Linked DNA regions of Zea mays: region 2 is linked to region 1. The links are chromatin contacts, called in public Hi-C maps. All regions are on one chromosome and are shown on one strand. Each heading gives the region's core, a stretch centred on a gene start, on an enhancer-like site or on the middle of the called end of the contact. The rest is flanking DNA. Distances are from core to core; before and after follow the strand shown.

Region 1 (4,667 bases), core at 902-3,401:
GGCTGGTGATGATGTTGGTTGTTCTTGAGTTGATGTACTATGACTTGGTGGTTGTAACATGTTGCTTAATAGCGTGATCATAACACCGGTGCACTGTCCGGTGCACCACTAGCTGTTGGATCTGTCAGTTAGAGTTGATCTTTAGCGTTGTCAGCCTTGCATTCGACAGTCCGGTGTCACACCAGACAGTTCGGTGGCTCTCCGTCATAGTGCCACCAGGAACTAACTGTTAGGCTACTGTTCCCTGGTGTGTACCGGACAGTCCGGCGGTGTGCCACCGGACAGTCCGGCGCTCTCAGCAATTCCATCGTGAACCACGTACTTCCAATTTAGCATACTCATTCATTCATGATAAAATTTTAAGTCAGATATCGAAAGTCCTGACTTACAAGTAGCATGTGTAAAATATCTTTTTGACCAAAAATGTATTTCCAATCCCATGTTGGGTAGAGGCCGCTAAGCCGACGAAAACCCTACTTCACTATCAATTGTCTTGGCACAACATAAGCATGTATGATAATATAGCAATGATTTAATTAGAAGACAGATTAAGAGGGTTTCATGAAAGATGGAAAAAAATTATTTAGATGAGACTTAGGATGCAGCGTTTGATAGACATGTTAAGGAAAGTAGTGCACATGCGGCAGAAATCAACGATGATTAGAGCCGAGGTTACCTTACTGTGGACCTGTAGTTAGCGGTTGCTAGTGGTGTCATGTCTAGTCCGCGTAGACTCCTCGTCGCTACTGACTAGCGCTGAGCAGCAACGGATGGTTGGTAGCGTGGAGCGAGGTAGCCCGCGGCCGCGCCGGAATGGAGGAAGCTTTCCCCTTTCCCGCCCGCGTCCCTTTTTTTTTTCTTCTTCGGGGGCGGACCTATCCATCTCCTCCCCCGACTCCCCCGTCGCTCAACTCGGCAACCGGAAGCGGACAGCGCACTCGGCCGACAATGCCGGTTTCAGCTCACGCCTCCGGCCCTCTGACGGGTCCATGTCGGGGCGAATCCTTGCTCTGCGCCTCGGACGGGACGGGGAGGGGCTGCCTGCGCCTGCGCGCGCGGGGATCAGCCGACCACGAGACCACACGATCGATTACAAACACGTCTCTCCCCGCTGCTGCAATCGCAAAACCCCAGCCACCTTTTTTTTCCGCCGGCCTGCGCCGATCCATATCCGCCGCAGTCCAGCCGCAGCGATTCTCCACCTTGATCCAGCTGCCGCCGCTCTAGCTGCTCGCTCGTTCCACACCTTTCCTCTTTTTTTCCCTCCCTTCTCAGCGTCCTCGCTCGCTCGTCCAGTCCAGCTCCGTCCGTGCTTGCCTCCTCCGGCTTCGGACTCCCAATGGCCATGCTGAGGGTGTGGGAGTGGGACTGGGACGTCGACCTCGACTCGGTGCTCGACTTCGTGCTCTGGTGCCTGCCCCTTCTCCTCGTCGCCTGCCTCATCGGCAGCCGCGTCGTCACGGGAGGCCAGCTCGACCCCGTCGCTGACGCCGCCGCGGCTGCCGCCGCTGCCGTCGCGATCGCCAATGTCCTAGCGCGCCGGCTCAAGCTCCGCTGCTTCTGGCGCCGCAAGAATTGAAGGTGTGCCATGATCCTCCGCTGCTCTGTTCTCAGTACTCCGTAGGCTCCTAGGCGAAGCGCAGAAGGCCGCAGTTCGCCGATCTGAGCTTCACTTGCTGTCTTGCGGATGCCTGTGGTCGGCTTCGGTTGTTGCAGGTCAGCGTTGCGCTGTCCATGAATATTAAGGAAGGATTTGCTCTCGTGTTCGTCTCTCGGCTCGCACACCTTTGATTCTTGTTTCTAAATCGATCGATTTGTGCCTGGATGCATCGTGCCTGTATTGAGCTTCCCCGCCGGTGGAGGTTCGTTTCCGCACTGGACCGGATCGGCGTACGTGTCGCCCCCGGGGACCCATCGGAGATTCGGAGGGGAGACCGCAGAGGAGGTGGATGCTTGCCGCTAGATCAGCATGGAATAGGTGACTGTTCCTGTTGTCATCATCCACCTTTCAGGCCAGCTGGCCAGGCTAGGCTTGGTGTCCTTGTCAAGTTCTTGCCGCCGCCGCCGCCTCACAGATTGTAGCTGGACTCGCCGCCGAGAATGATCAGCGTCAAGGCACCATGGAAACTTTTGTGGTCTCTGACCGGTTTCCCTTACTTTCTTTCCGGAGAAAATTTTGAGGGTGACATTTGTGGTGGTTTCGTCTTCGGGTGGCCAACTGGCCATGGCATACCTGTCTCGGTTCTTCCGTCAGTGTCATGCTCGAACTTATCTCGCTACAGTGGTCCTGTAGCATCCTGCATTTGCCACGGCCATTTTTTATCACTTGTTCGTTGCACCTCTTAGATTTTATATATATATATATATATATATATATATATATATATATATATATATATATATATATATATATATAATAGGTATATGCCCGTGCGTTGCTACGGAGTTAATATTATAAATTATAATATTTTTTGTATATTAATGTAATTTATCATAGCAACACACGAGCATATATCTAGTTAGATTCTTATGTGGTGAGGTCACAACTATTTAATTCCATTATGCTCTATAGGTTGCATGTACACGAGATAGTTCACGGGCAACATACTGATGAAGTGGTTCCTAAAGAGCTTCGGGCTATATGACAGTAACATATTGATGAAGTGGTTCCTGATGCAAGAACATACTGATGAAGTGGTTCCTAATTCAAGAGCCGAAGTTACTCAAGGACTGGTACCGACATCAATGACAAGGATTGAAGAAGTGGTGACTGGAGGGCTGGGGTTGTCTCATAACAGATTGCTACGACAGAAGATGGTAGTACTATTTCAGCAGGAGCAACGTCGTCTCCACGCATTGTTAGATGTTTAGTTAAAAATCACCCTGAAGAAGAAGAAAGTGTAATCTGGCCACTGAAATTGTAATATGTGAAGTGCAGTGTGTACCGATACGTGAACTTGTTTGAAACTGTAATTTGTGAAATGAACTACTGTTCTCTAGTGAAAATAGTCTATAATTCATTCAGTGATCTCAAGCACTGCTTCTAGTGAAAATACTCCTCTATTTCCCTTGTAATCTATGAACTGCAATTATTTCAGATTTATGTGAAAATAGTCACTTAAATATGCAGTTATTTTATATTTCTATGAAAATAGTCACTTGAATCTGCAGTTATTTCAGATTTCTATGAAACTGAACAATATTTATTTCTAAGAAACTATACAATAGTTTAAGACAAACTCAACAATAGTTCGTGAGAAACAGAAAAATAGTTTATGAGAGATTGAACAATAGTTCCTAAGAAACTGAAGAATAGGTCCTGAGAAACTATACAATAGTTCATAAGAAAATATGAGAAAATAGTCTCTAGTTCCTGAGAAACTTAAAAATAGTTCAGTGGAAACTGAACAAAAGTTCCCGAGATACTGAAGAATAGTTTCCGAGAAACTATAAACAGCCTCAGTAGTACTGAGAAAATAGCCTCAACAGTTATTTCAAATTTCATATAAACATAAGTACACGGACGTAGCCATTTAGAGCCACAATGTACACATATTGCTAGTACCTCATTCACATAAAGCAGTTTTTTCTTAAACATATGCTTTTTAGCCACAACAGGCACAAGTACATAGATTTAGCTAAGTAGCACAAGTGCAATGCATTACCTCATCACTACTACACTTAATACAAAAGGAACTACAGTGTGTACGCAGTACCACACAATTCACTAAATACAAAAGGAACTGCATTACCAAACAGTTCACTGAATACAAAAGTAACTGCATTACCAAACACACAGTACAACACTTAATGCAACCAACCAAAAGTAATACAAACAGACAGCATCCGCGGCGTAGCCCGCCTTGTGCGCAGCAAAGGCGACAAGCTACACAGCCGCGACGACCTTCTTCTCAGCGACCATAGCCGCGCTGCCGACTTCCTCCACAGCAACTGCGGTAGAGAACATTCATAATATTTTAGCATGTATTTTCAGTGCGTCCACTGTAATGCCAATATTCATTGGCCATTCAGCTTTATAACCCAACAAGATGTCATCCAGTAAATCAAGACCTAGTAGTAAAGAATCAAGTAGTTAGCAATTTGAGAAATAGAACTTTTTTAGTAAACAAGCTGCATATATAGTAGGTAGAGACAATCTCAGATGAAACTATTACCACATGTAGAGACATCAAAAGAATCAATAGGTGGCTCCCTCATGTATATAAATTATCTTTCCTTATAAGGATCCAAATCACATGAAGATCTCTGCAATACCAATTCCATAAGCCCTTGGATTTCTGATCTTTTCTGCTCAGATTTAACAAATGACCATTTCTGCATGGGAGAAGTTCAAAATTGAGTGGACTCGTACAGGTTGACAAAAAAGCATGACCTATAGCTAAAATACTATGATAAACAAACATTACATCATTACCTTACTCCTTAAGATAAATTGAGCAATAAAGGAATCTTCCTAGTCAGATATTTCCATGAAATGGTACCGTCGCAGAGCTAGCAGATGTGCACAAAGATCAAAACCTTCCTCAAGCAACTTCATCGTGAAGCTACTAAAATAGTCGACCTACTATTATCAAGATCCATGAAGTGCCTTATTATCAAGATCCATGCACTCATCAGCATTCTCAACCAATTGATGGACTATCAGT
Region 2 (4,389 bases), core at 332-2,831, 530 kb before region 1:
TACAGTGGCGTGGCACTTTCACTTTAATGTTAGTTTTATCTTAGACTAGTTGGTTACCTGTGCTTTGCGACGGCTTACAACAATATCCACGTAAATTATCCACCAAAAAGATCTTAAGGTTTTTTATTGATTGTCTCCGCACCAGGCGTCAATCCGAGAAGGGTGAGAGAATGCGAGTGTCTTCCATCACTGGACCCGCCGAAGCGACACAACACCCCCACCAACTCCGTAGCATATGCCGACTCCTGCCACGCTATGGACCTTGGTTGTCCAATATCTCAGACCTGGACTCCTCATCGCCAAGATAACCTATGCCACGCTATGGGCCTTGGTTGTCCAATATCTCAGACCTGGACTCCTCATCGCCAAGATAACCTAAGCGTAGCAGGCGCCACCATGTCCTCCTCGACGGCACGCACGGAGAAAGGCTAGGAGCATGACCGACTCGCGTCATACCCGCGTCAACGAGTGTCGGTCGGCTCACGGCTGTGACCGTGGGCGGGGGCAGTAGGTTGGGGAGGAAGAACAGAGCGAAGGCCGGGAACACGAACGGGATGTCCGACGACGGCGAAAATGATGGTGCACGCATGATGTGAAACATCCTCGTGGACGTGCAATAGCCACTGCGCGAATCGGTGTCGAGGCTGGTGTCGGACGAATACGGGTAGGAGGCGCATGCTCCTGCGCCCTCGGCCGAGAATGGGGTGGCGCAGAGGTGGAGGCATGAGGGGAGAGAGAAAAGAAGTAGAATGGCGAACGAGGTAGTGGCAACTGAGGCGAGGACCATCATTATCGTGCGGAGGTATAGATGGCCAAATATGTCGTGTCTGGCGAGCCGGCCCGAGGCATGACCCATTTAATATATAGTGCCTAGGCCAACCCGGCACGAGCGTCGTGCGGTGCTTGGGCCGTAGCCTCAGGCCGTAGTGCTGATCCGACCCGACACGATTATTTTTTTTTATTTTACAAAAAATCACATATACATATTTACAACTTATATTCAATATTATAAACATTTGAGCATGATGTTCTACTGGTTCGACAGATTTGTCTAGTGTCTCCCACCCTTCTTGCTTCACGGTGTGAGTTCAAACCCCACCTCTTGCACTGCTAAACTGGTGTTTTAAGTATAGTAGAGAGTAGAGATATAGATAATTAGAGCATTTGTTGATCAACATATAATAATGTTTAAAATTTAAAATACCTCCATGCCTAGTAGAGAGTAGAGATATAGATAATTAGAGCATTTGTTGATCAACATATAATAATGTTTAAAATTTAAAATACCTCCATGCCTTATACTATTTTGAGACTAGGATGCTCGCTAGTGGGTGCTCGCTAATGTTGTTTGTGCTAGCCTTGTATATCTTATCTTCTATTTTAAATTGTATTTTATAAATAGTACAGTGCAAAATATTGTACATGGTGTGCTGGCCACAACCTAATAAAGTTTAAAAGAAAATTTTGGAATATTTGTGCAATGCTGACATCAGCAGCAGGAGGAACGCGTGTTGGATGGAGTTGGCGCGCCGCGGGCGTTTCGCGCGCCGCGCGCATGCGTTTCACCGGGCGCCTGCTCTCGCAGTAGTCGTAGGCTGCCCACGGCCCTCGGCGCCGAACACGCATCTGCTTCTCCTCTCGATCCCATCCGCATTCCCATCCCATCCACTCCACCACCAGATCCCCGCGAGCGTAGCCTCTCCTCCTCCCCTCTCACGTCCCACCGCATGCGCAACACGCGCCTGCCTTCCCGGTCCAGCCCCCTGCCCCCAGGTGTTGCGTCCCCCGTCGATCGCCACTCGACCCTGCTGGTGGAGTGAGTGCCGGTGATCCATCCGGAGTTGGATTTGTCCTCGGTAAGGAGATCCGTTCATTTTGTGCCGTGGAATATTGATGTTTTCGCTGCTGTGGGCACCTGAATTCTCAAGTTCCTTTCTAATGATCTTTCTGATCTGCTGGTTAATCGTTACCCATTTTTAATGCATGGTGCTTCCATCGTTACCTGTTTTCGACTGAATTTGATTGATATAGGTTAGATTTACTATGTAAATAACTTGTTACATTTATAAGGACAAGATCTTGTTCTTAGCACCATGATTCTTAGGTGTCTTTATTTCATCTCTTATATAAATCATGTCTCAAACTGTCTTTTATGGTTTTTGAGGTCACTGCCTTTCATTGTGGCCGTACTAGATTCATCTCAAATCTAGGCTACAGTGGATATTGCTAATTTGTAATTTCTCACCATGAATATTATTTATGTCTCCAGGCAAGGAGGTTTTGCACCATACAAGATCGTCAAAATTGCCGAAATGGGAGGTATAATTAGTGGGGACTCGCCTAGGCACAGCTCACCAGCATCGAAGTTAGAGAAAAAGATGGTTGACGCTATGCAACAGAGGGCATTAAAAGGAACCTCTGTGAAATCATTCAATAGTGTCATCATGAAATTTCCTAAAATCGACGAGAGTTTGAGAAACTGCAGGACTATCTTCCAGGAATTTGGTGAGCTTTACCCCTTTATCTGAACCAACACTATGGTACCGTGCATTTAAATGTCAAAACTTCACATAAAACTTGATGTATAGTTGAAATATGTAAATTTATTTAGAGGTAGCCCTGAACAAGTTATGAACTTTGGGTAGTCTTTATTCTACAATATTGTTTTTGAATTATAGTTTATTTTTACTTCATCTGATGTATAACTACTGGATAAAACTAACTGTTGGGGACTTGTTCTCAAATGCTAAGAGTTAAGAACAAGGCAACATAAAAAGTGTTAAATATTAAAGTCCTTCGTCCTTCAAGACATTATGTCCCTTCGGATATAATGAATTCCGGACGAAGGTTGTGAAGGAAAAAACCTTCGTAAGCACAATAAATGATAAGGAAGAATTCATATACGAAATACGAAAAATAATATAAACATTATCATCAACTTATTTTTATTTGCATTACCATATCTAGAATAACAAATTATAAATGTATCTTCGGTTTGACGGAAAGTAAGGGTACAGGCGTGATGTAAAAAGCGAATGCCAAGTCAGCGTGAACAGTACGGGGGTACTGTTCATCTATTTATAGGCAAGGGACGCAGCCCATGTAGAATTACATTCATGCCCTTTACATTTATCAATAACTCTATAGTAATTCTTCGAGGTCTAATTTGCCTTTTTATCTTTAAGTCGGTTCCCCTTCTCTGCTGTCATGCCGAAGCTTTTCTGCGCACAGCTTCGTGATCACCTTATCCTTCGTCATAATCACCTTTCGTCTCGCTCAGGCTTCGTCCTGACCATGCTCTTGTATACTCATGACCCGATTCCGAAGATACCTGTTCACATATTTCACTTGAAAAATATTGTCAAATCATGTTTTTGAGGAACTTCGAAAGCCGAAGGCCCCCAACACTAACATAAACAAATTGTTTTGAGTCCAGCTAAATGAAATGAGGTTCCACCTGTTTTGATAATCCAACGAAAAGCAAATATATTTTCCAAATAGCAGAGCTTCACGTAGAACACATTCTTCAAACTCTGGTGCCACCACACAATGCATGCTCACTGGGTTTATAGGCACCAAAGTCTCATACTGCCTTTGGTCTAATGAGGTCAGATAAATGCCTCATGCATATAACAGTTATCTTTCTCCAAATTTAACACGTGATCCTGGGCATTGCATTATGCCAAGGAGTGAATTCAGGCGAAATCCACCACATGAAATTTAACACATCCCTCTTGGTTATGGCTCTTTTTGGCAGATTTAAGGTAAATGCACCTGTAGATTTCAATCCATTAAAATAACTGAGCACAATATAGATCTCCCCAAGTTCTGTCCCATTTTACTTGCTTCTGAGACATGCTTTGACATTAATGTGAGAAATTTGTTGCCATCTGCATGAACTGGTCTAGAATCCAGACTTTCCCTGTCTAAATGAAATGTAAATACTGACCATCAATTGTCTCTCATCCTTGACTTTAGGTGTTTCAGCAAACCTTTTTATAGTGTTTTGACAAACGTTGTTTTGCATTTATGCAGATGAAGATTCCAATGGTGAAATAGATCAACTGGAACTCAAGCGTTGTTTCCAAAATTTGGGTATCGAATCAACTGATGAGGAGATAAAAGATCTTTTTGAGGCATGTGACATATATGAACATATGGGCATGAAGTTCAACGAGTTTATTGTCTTCCTGTGCCTTGTTTATCTTCTAAATGACCCTGCAGTGTCTGAAGCAGTATCCTTGACACAATACAAAATATCTACTGTTCAAAGTTCACTTTGTCTATTTCTTTAGCGCAGGAAATTGACATAATATGTCAATTTTATAAATTTTTCCAGTCTAATTCTTTATGTCTATGGCAAAAATAAAATACTACACTTATGGTATG

What was found. A called contact is a pair of places that touch in the nucleus more often than the background predicts.
Region 2: a Hi-C map of bundle sheath shows a contact between it and region 1, with 2.7 times the contacts expected there. The contact joins the promoter of LOC100193164 here to the promoter of LOC100501171 in region 1. A contact is called at or near these places in 2 of 25 Hi-C or Micro-C datasets (bundle sheath and ear).

Annotation. Positions count from the first base shown.
Region 1 is chr5:121,292,590-121,297,256 of Zm-B73-REFERENCE-NAM-5.0, reverse strand. It overlaps LOC100501171, which reads right to left and starts at 2,151. Exons shown (of 1, transcript NM_001195963.1): 1 at 808-2,151. The coding sequence starts at 1,590. The coding sequence ends at 1,063. LOC103626832 (a long non-coding RNA gene) reads left to right here and starts at 948. Exons shown (of 2, transcript XR_553179.2): 1 at 948-1,581; 2 at 2,573-3,138.
Region 2 is chr5:121,825,387-121,829,775 of Zm-B73-REFERENCE-NAM-5.0, reverse strand. LOC100193164 (calcium ion binding protein) reads left to right here and starts at 1,581. Exons shown (of 5, transcript NM_001138320.1): 1 at 1,581-1,856; 2 at 2,270-2,505; 3 at 4,036-4,235. The coding sequence starts at 2,313.